2 separate regions of the Mus musculus genome follow, and region 2 is linked to region 1. The links are chromatin contacts, called in public Hi-C maps. All regions are on one chromosome and are shown on one strand. Each heading gives the region's core, a stretch centred on a gene start, on an enhancer-like site or on the middle of the called end of the contact. The rest is flanking DNA. Distances are from core to core; before and after follow the strand shown.

Region 1 (4,859 bases), core at 1,691-4,190:
CATGAGAAGTGTTTTGTTTTTTTCCTCCACTTTTCTAGATAAGCAAATGATGTGAGAAGAGGGCCCAAGAGCCCTTCAGGTACAGGGGAGGGTACCAACCCAGATCAAGTCAACTTGCAGCCAGGCTTCCCAGCACATGGAAGAGATCGTAGGCCGTCTCTGGCATCTGTTCCTTATGATGAAACCTGTCTAAGTAGGACGATGGAACTGTCCAAAGCTAGAGGGAAGTAGCAGGCTTCATTAAATCGCCTGTACTTATTTATTTTCAACAAGCACTGTCTTGTAACTCAACCTCCACTCTTTCACACTAAACCACCTCCTTCTAATGAGAACAAGGAATTTAACCCTGGACTTAAAAAACTTGCTGTACTCTCCAATCCAGGGCAGTGACGCTTCTCCTTGGTGGTTGCAGAGCAGGGAATGTTGGTCCTCTCATCCATCTGTTGGGACTGCAGTGAGACTCAAAGTAGGCTCTCAAGCAAATGCATTTGGATTTTCAAAATATCCATCTTTTCCTCTCCCAGATAAATTGCTCTTGACTTTTCTATACCCAGAGGTTGTTCAGGGCACATATTTAATGAAGCCTCAAGAGGAAATACAATGATCACTCACAATTACATTTCTAAGAAAGGATGGCCTTTATTAGAAATACATTCATCATAATATATTTTCATCTTAGTCTATTAGTGAATGGTTTCCTTGATACTTCGAAGCTTACTTTCAGCATGTTTTCCAAGTATCTGTTGGGTGGATCCCTGGATTCAGGCTCTCAGGCAGAGTAATGAAAATACATGAAATCCCTACACATATGTAGCAGATGTGGAGTTGGTCTTCATATGAGTCCCCCAATGATTGGAGCGGGGCCTGTCTCTGACTCTGACTCTGACTCTGTGGCCTGCCTTTGGATCCCCTTCTCTTAGCTGGGCTGCCTTGCTTGGCCTCAGTGGGAAAAAGATGCACTTAGTCCTGGTGAGAATTGATGTTCCAGGACAGGTTGGTATCCAGGGGCGTAGTCTCTCCTTCTCTAAAGAGAAGAGGAGGGGGGATAGGGAAAGGGAATGGGAGGGGAGGACTGGGGGAGAGGAGGGAAAGGGGCTGTTATCCTGGGCTTGGGATGTAAAGTGAATAAATAAATTAATTAATGAAAAACTCTGGGGAAGAAACCATGACCTTAGGCTTTACATAGGATTTGTTCCTATGGAGAGTGTCGAAGACGTCTACCTGAGGAACGTGGAGACAGACTCTCAGACTTTGAGAGTCTGGGTAGATGAGGGCTATGAGTACGACTGAGACAGATGGTTCTTGAGTGAAGCAGAGAAATGAACCCTGCGGGGCAGGATACGAATGGATATAAAAGTAACCAAGTCTATGGTCCAGTGAATCCTGACCGGTCACTTCTCCTTAATGCCTTTAAAGGAAACAGAGAGGATTCCTTTTAAAATAAAGCAAAGGAATGTCTGAAAACACTCGAGACGATGGTTTCCCTCTGCACAGAGTCTAACAGCTTTTTCCTGTCATTATGTGGTCGTTTTGGGTGGAAAATATTTCTGTATTCCAACTGCTAGGAAAGAGCCACAGAGCTAAGCAAAGAGAAAAATCCTCTGTGGGTCCTTTCAAGTCAGGAGTGGGCACAGGGCTTTTGACTGGAACCAAGAAGATCATGTGGTGAGAACACAGTGGTGGTTATGAGGAAGGGCCGTTCTTGGTTACAACAGTGCCCTTCTCCGCCAAGCCACAGGGGACCGAGGAGTGGAAGGATTGTGTCTTTCCAGTCCCCATGTGCCTTTGTTCTAGGGGAGAGAAGTAATTTCAGACAGCTGGAGCTTGGATCGGAGTGACAGTGGGGACTCTGGTTTAGACATAATGCATGGCTTATTTGAATTGTATGCCTTATTCCTCATGTCCTTTTACCCACACAACATCTAATCTTTCTGATGAAGATAATGTTACCCAGATACATCAAGTAATATACACCATGTTACATAACAGCTCAGAGCCAGCTCTCTGTTAATCCAATCATGCTTTTATTTGGCCTGATCAACATGAGAGATCTTTAATTAATATTTACTGGACACTCATGGTACCTACCATTTCTTCATTTCAGAGGTAACACCTAATAGTGGATTCAACACCCCTCTGCTTGGTCCTAGAGTTGCATAAGGCCAAAGCCTCAGTTTCCCCACCTGTCATGGAGAGATGATAACCGTACCCATCACAGACGTCAGAGAGATTAAACAAGATGATTGTAGGGCTCAGTGCAGCATCTGGCACACTTAATTCTGAGGTTGGCTCTGATTTAATCTTTCTGGGTCATTCTGTGAAAGCCAGCATCTTTAAATCTTATGTTTGGCTGCTATAAACATGATAGGAAAGGTTGATGCTCCCTTTAAAACTGTCTTTCTAAATCCCTCTAAATCCTTGATTGACAGTTCTGGAGGGCTGTGAGTTGCTTCCCTTGTCCTGTCCTCTTCTGATACTTCATCGCCCTCCTTCAGGTTCCTCTGGCGGGAATCTCATGTATTTGCATTACAGCTTCATCATCTTGGGGGGAAGCTTTGTCAATGGTACAGCCTGCAGTTCCTAAATCCTTCCTGGGAGGAGGAGGAGACAGCTCTTGGATAATAGATGGTCAGTCTCTGACACCAGCCAGGTTCGGGTTGGCTCACAAGGTCTGTGACTTGTGGTAATCTCTGATGTACGAAGAAAGAGTTATTTTTTAAAATCACGGGACTGTAAGCAGTATCCGCCGTGCAGGAAGCAAGGCTCAGCATGCATTTGGCTGTGGGTAATTCTCAGCAGCACAATGGGCTCTTTGACTCCTTCCTGAGCCTGACCTCTAACTTAAGGCAGCATCTTCTGCTCGGCAAGGTTTCTGCCTATGCATGCTTGTCTGGAGTCCCTCTCTGTACGTCATCCACTCCATGAGTGAATGTGCTGCCTACTTTTTTGACCAGCCAATTAAAGGGCAAGTTCATAGCGTCCTATTCATCGGTGAGAGCAATATACTCCAGAGGCAGACAGAAACTTCACTCAAGGTCTGGAACAAAATTTCAAAGCACTTTATCTGCATAAGGCAATTCCTGACATCAGTGTCTTCTTCCTGTGCTTCACAGAGCCTAAGATTCACTTGAATCGGTGTCTTTTGTGGTTTCTTTTGATTTGACGAATATGCTCTTTTTATTTTGGGCCAATTTTGAAGTTTTTTTGACTTCTTTTGACATCTGAAAAAAAAAAAAAAACGAGCCTGTGGATCTGCTTCATTCAAGAAGAATGAAGAAAGAAAAAGAGAAGAGAGGGTTGGGAGATGGTTCCTCGGGCAAAGTGCTTGCCACACAAGCGTGGGGACCCGAGTTCGGCTCCCTGGTACCCAGATAAAAGGCAGTCAAGTGTGTCTGTGAGCCCCGCACTTAATGTTAATAAGGATGTATTTCCCTTACACGCCCCTTTCTTCACAAACTTACATGCTTTGACTTACTAAAGTTACTTGAAATATGATTCAATTTTTAAAAAAAAGTCTTAGTAATGCAATGAAACTATATTTTTAACAACTCACATTAGCGTAAAAAACAGCTAAAGCTTTTGTTTCAGCACACTGCTTTATTCTGAAAGTTTATTTATGATGTCCACTATAAAAAGGCATCTTTCTCTATTTTTGGTCATTAGTTCATTGATTAATTGTGAGCGATCCCTTGGGGAAGTGTGGCGATAGCTGGTGGCACTCTAATCTCAATTTAGAGCAAATGTCTAAAAGTTGGACCAGTGATATATATATATATATATATATATATATATATGCCTGTCTGTCTTCAAATTTATTCATATATTCATTTCATATGTTCATAATATTTTCATTATTATTATCTGCCTGTCTACCTATCATCTATCTACCTAGCTTATCAATCTACTCCCTCTCTATATATACACACACATTTCTCTCTCTCTCTTCCTTCTTTCCTTCCTTCCTTCCTCCCCTCCTTCCTTCCTTCCTTCCTTCCTCCCCTCCCTCCCTCCCTCCCTCCCTCCCTCCCTCCCTCCCTCCCTTCCTTCCTTCCTTCCTTCTGTTTTTTCTTTTCTTTTGGTTCTCCGGAGAACCCTGAATAGTGTGGTAAGAGATTAATATATAGCAAGCACTAAACCAATGTGCTGCATGTAATCTACTTAATGCAACCCTCTGATATCCTAAGATGTTATTTGCCTTCTGCCAATGTGGCTTATAGCACTTACGTAATGCTGCCAAGCACATATGGCTTTCACGAGAGATAGTCACATATCCACAAATCACATGGCTTTGTGTAGGTCAACAAATTCATCATTTGAATTGATCTATTAAATGGGAATGCTAATGCCCCCTAAAGGACTATTGGGCTTAAATGATAGGTATAAAGTACTTGGAACAGGATTGCATGTATGGTAAGGGACTCAGAAACACTAGATTTTATCACTTGATTTCCTATTTGTGTTAACAAAATTCAGAGGTTGTACAGCTTGTGGGCTAGATCTGATTCCTCTAATTCAATATATCACTAGCAACTAAATTCGATCATTGGTTCATCTCCATTAAGCTCTAGTGATATTTCATGTTATCCTGGGGGAAAAATGTGATTACTGTGACATTTAAAATTCTGCACAACCCAGGGAGAGGGGGAAGGCAAACTTTTTCAAGCAAGAGGAAATCCTGGCTAACTGTCATCAGTCAACTCTGGTCGCCACACTCTAGAGAGCTAGGCAGCTGCAAAGGTCAGAGAAGGTGCGTTGTTTCCCAAAAGGTGTTTGGTATTTACTTTTTCTCAAGCATGTTCCTTCTGCTCTGATAACCGTTGTCATCTTCCATTACAACAAAAGCTGTCAGAGGGATTTCG
Region 2 (4,567 bases), core at 561-3,060, 150 kb after region 1:
CAGAAGCTTTGCCCTCCCATGCATCCAAATGCTTTAACCCTAGTTCAGCAATGTGTTTAGCATATGCTCCAAGGAGCTACAATCGGAAAGTGAAATATGGCCCTCCCCAGTTTGTGACCATTACTAACGTGGGCACTTATGTCAGTGGCACCTTTGTCTTTACTTACAAGCTTGACATAAATTGTTCAATCGATCAAACGTAAAATGACAAATAGCTGTATGAGATTATGTCTTTATGTGGCGAGGAAGAATGCTGCCGAGGATACTATGGCAGTGGCTCAGAGGGCCATTGCAATTTCAGAGGCAGGAGAGGAAATATACTCTTCCAGGCAAACAGGCAGAGTACATAGCTACATGTGCATGTTCTATAGAGAGCTTTTCTATGTATTTTGAACATGTCTTAAGGATCAACTATATGCAATACACAAAGTTCCTTCAAATCAACACAGAAGCGTTCTTCTTTATGTTACTAGCAATGAGAGAAAAACAATCATTCAAACAATTTAAAATGTTATCAATGCTCTGATACACAGGGCTAAGGAGATGAACCTTGGTCTGGAAGGAAGCTGGTGGCAGTGGATAGTGGAGAGAACTGTGACAGAATGACTGTGGCAAAGCCATTCATTAATAGTATCTGAGTGACTCCCACTAAGGGAATGACGATGATGAAGAAATCGGATGGAGTCTTTGCCATCAAGAGGTACAATGAGCAATGGTTAGACTGAGCTAAAGCGATCAGGGACACAGATGCACCATTAGACACCGAGTCAGCTGATAGGAAGCACTGGAACAAGAACTAGCCACACATACAGGAAAAACAAAACCTGGCCTTATCTGCACTTGCACCGGAGGACAGGAAACAAGTCCTTTGCCAACTGCTTTATAAACTGATATCTGGAACAGTAGAATGAGAAGGAGGCACTGGTCCTGAAACAATATACCTAGACCGAGATAAGGAAGGAATGGCTCTTTCAGAAAGAGGGAAGACAAGCTTGTAAGGGTAGAGCTAGAGAAAAGAAGAGCTGAAGGCAGAAGCAGTCTACACAGGGGCGTACAGGTTACTAATAATACTAAGGTAGCTTTGTGGGAGAGGAAATAGGCAAGGTGCATTAAGAGTAGATAAAGCTACTGAGAGTTGCAACAAAAGCCAATGACAACCTAAAGACAGAGCCTAGAGAGATGGCTCAGCCAAAAAAAAAAACCCCACCTTTCTGCAAGCAGGAGAACCCTAGTACAGACCCCCATCACACACATAATAAAGTGTATGCAATTCCAGTGCTGGGAAGGCAGAGATAGGCAATGGGCTCTAGCCAGACTAGCTTAATTAGCCAGATCTAAGAGCAGTAAGAGACTTTGTCTCAAAAATTAAGGTAGAGAGTGACAAATAAAGATGGTTGACATTAACCTTGGCCTCCATCATTTTCGTGTACACATACATGTAATTGTACCAGCAAATATACACACATGTGCTTATATCAGACAGACAGACAGACAGACAGACACACACACACACACACACACACACACAAGCTTGTGCATGCGCGCGCTGCCTGACTGATTAATGGGTTTAAGAGACAGAGAGTAAAAAGGTCAGCAGTATATACTAAGATAACTGGTACATCTTAATGATATGGGAGGAAGGACATGACTCTGAACAGCCATTGAAAAGAGGCCGTTGTTTGGGAAGAAAGGAGAGGAAGGTGCGAGGTTAAGCATCACAGATTGTGCCTCAGAAGTGCTGCACCTAGGACCCCTCTAGGAGAACTAAGTGGAGATTTGTACCAGGAAGTTAGAGCTGATCAAGGGAGTGCTGAGGTTAGCAAGAGGCTTAAGGCGGCCTCGGAGGGCTCTAGACTGCCAGAGACCAGCTCATGCGGGAGAAAGGGCTTTCAGATCCTCGCCTCTCCTTACTCAGGACCTGTGGGGCTGTTCTCAGTGTATAGCTACAAGAGCTAACAAGAATTCTGCTACAGAACACCTGTCGTCCTCTTCGGGCATCCATAGGTACTACACACATTTAGTCAAGACATAGAAAATCAAGTACAAACACACACACACACACACACACACACACACACACAGACAGAGAGAGAGAGAGAGGAGTTTTAATAAATTATAGTCAAGTTAAAGGACACATAAAATTCTGAAAATAACTAACAATTGATCCATCTGCCAGCCTGGGCAACTTATCTATCTCTCTCTCTCTCTCTCTCTCTCTCTCTCTCTCTCTCTCTATCTATCTATCTATCTTGTGTCTGTCTATCTATCTATCTATCTATCTATCTATCTATCTATCTATCATCTATCTATCTATCTATCTATCTTGTGTGTGGTTGACTCCCAAGTGTGGTTGAAAGCTTAAAACAGAATCAAGGTCCCTAGTAGCATATTAGTATCAAAACCAGTTGCAGTAACATTGCATCTGTTCTGTGTTTACTCACAGCATTCCATCTTAAGGAATATTAAAATAAACATAAGGAGCCAAGGATTATTTATTCTTGTACACTTTTTGTCTAATTGGTTTTCTTTTGCACATGACCTGAACATTAATAACTCCACACTGCTCTCTAGTGGTGAATGAAGAAAACAATCCATCAGAATGGATTTTGCACACCTCAACTAACAAGAAAAGGTATATATCAGCCACCAAATGCAGACACTATTGCATATGCCAGCAAGATTTTGCTGAAAGGACCCTGATACAGCTGTCTCCTGTGAGGCTATGCCAGTGCCTGGCAAATACAGAAGTGGATGCTCACAGTCAGCTATTGGATGGAACACAGGGCCCCCAATGGAGGAGCTAGAGAAAGTAACCAAGGAGCTGAAGGGGTCTGCTACCCTATAGGTGGAACAACAATATGAACTAACCAGTACCCCCAGAGCTTGTGTCTCTAGCTGCATATGTAGCAGAAGATGGCCTAGTCGGCCATCACTGGGAAGAGAGGCCCCTTGGTCTAGCAAACTTTATATGCCTCAGTACAGGGGAACGGCAGGGCCAGGAAGTGGGAGTGGGTGGGTAGGGGAGAAGGGTGGGGGAAGGGTATAGAAGACTTTTGGGATAGCATTTGAAATGTAAATGAAGAAAATATCTAATAAAAATTTTTTTAAAAAAAGAAAAGGCATATATATCATGAACATAGTTTCTTAATTTGCTATGGTTTACTGCAGATAAAGCCATTTAAAATTACTGCTTTCAATTTATTAGTCTAATTTTAAATATTTGTGGAAATAAAAAGGATAAATTAATTGTTCCTTGTTTTAAAGGTAGACCTGTATTATTTCTCAGGCACCTTGAACTATTCCTGCACCCTACCCCAAGTATATTAAGCAGCAAGGCATGGTGACCTGTGCCTTGAATAGTGAACATTTGGAGGCTGAGTTAGGAGAATCGACATGAGTTGGAGTCCAGTGTGGGTGACAAATGAGTGCCAGGTACACCAGGATTAAAACATTAAAGTCTCTGTCTCAAACAAGTAAGCAGGCAAGCAAACAGCTTAAACTATACTAAATGCCCCATATCTTCCCTTCTCCCAGCCCACATCTCTAAGCTTTAAAACTGAAATGAGAGTGAACCTCCGACTTCTTACCAAAAGGATTGGTGGGAGGGGCTTCAATTTGTTTATCTTTAACATTAAATTGTCTTTTAGCTAATAACTTAATTTGAATAGCTAAAATATATCTATCATTGTATACCTTAAACCATTAATAACTTAGAACTTAAAAAGTGTATTGGAGAGATGTTCAGTGTCTCTATTGCTGTGAAGAAACACTCAAAAGTAGCTTGGGGAGGAATGGGCTTACTCGTTCACACTTGCGGGTAATGTCCATCACTGAAGACAGTGGTGGCGAGAACTCAAACAGAAAAGGGACCTGGAGGCAGGAGCTGATGCTGAAGCCACAGAGGAGCGCTTCTAACTAGCTTGCTCCTTACAGCTTGCTCAGCTTGCTTTTTTACTGAACATGGGATCACCAGCCCAAGGGTGTCCCTACCCACAATGGGCTGGACCTTCATATATCAAACAGTAATTAAGGAAATACCTTAGCTTTCCTACAGCTGGATCTTACAGAGACAATTTCTCACTTGCATTTTTCTCCTCTCAGATTATTATATTGTGTCAAGCTGACACAGAAGCCTTGTGAGATGAACAAACCTGAAACAGCTCAGTCATTAAAATGATTTTGGTGAAACTCACTTTTTTTTTCCATAGGGAGGAAATAAAAACCCAACTGAAAAGACAAATTGTTTTCAGGTGTCTGCAGTGGGAGAAGGGTTAAAGTGGGACTATTTATTTAACAACCACCCTCAAGGAATAATGATAAGAATAAGCTTGTAAGATCCTTTATCATGATAGCTAGGCTAATATAAATAAAACTGCAAAGAAATGATAATGCCAATAGCATAGTCTATTGGCGCTATGGAGTTTTGTTTAAACTTTGGTCCAGCAGATAAAGAACCGGATGCTGTCATACACTTTCTGTACCAAGGATGAGACGAAGGAATGGAGGCCAGGCACGTCTGCTCTTAACTCTAGATCTTGCTCTTATGCAGATGCTGAATCTCCAAGTC

The links. A called contact is a pair of places that touch in the nucleus more often than the background predicts.
Region 2: a Hi-C map of group 2 innate lymphoid cells shows a contact between it and region 1, with 3 times the contacts expected there. The contact joins two enhancer-like sites. A contact is called at or near these places in 5 of 484 Hi-C or Micro-C datasets (the HPC-7 cell line, bone marrow-derived macrophages, group 2 innate lymphoid cells and 1 more), 2 of 115 datasets of contacts at active chromatin or transcription factors (bone marrow-derived dendritic cells and double positive thymocytes) and 2 of 9 other capture datasets (adipose tissue and pancreatic islet).

What each region holds. Positions count from the first base shown.
Region 1 is chr11:90,461,376-90,466,234 of GRCm38.p6, forward strand. It overlaps Gm34850 (a long non-coding RNA gene), which reads right to left. Exons shown (of 3, transcript XR_880134.1): 3 at 2,008-3,221. Among named protein-coding and RNA genes, the nearest start is that of Gm34850, 9.1 kb to the right of the region's middle. Within about 2 kb of position 2,941, at least 19 of the 459 cell types and tissues checked have an H3K27ac peak or open chromatin away from gene starts, as enhancers often do. A contact at or near this core is called in group 2 innate lymphoid cells, where this site is marked.
Region 2 is chr11:90,614,096-90,618,662 of GRCm38.p6, forward strand. The region is part of intron 4 of Stxbp4 (syntaxin binding protein 4); the gene reads right to left. Among named protein-coding and RNA genes, the nearest start is that of Stxbp4, 22 kb to the right of the region's middle. Within about 2 kb of position 1,811, at least 7 of the 459 cell types and tissues checked have an H3K27ac peak or open chromatin away from gene starts, as enhancers often do. A contact at or near this core is called in group 2 innate lymphoid cells, where this site is marked.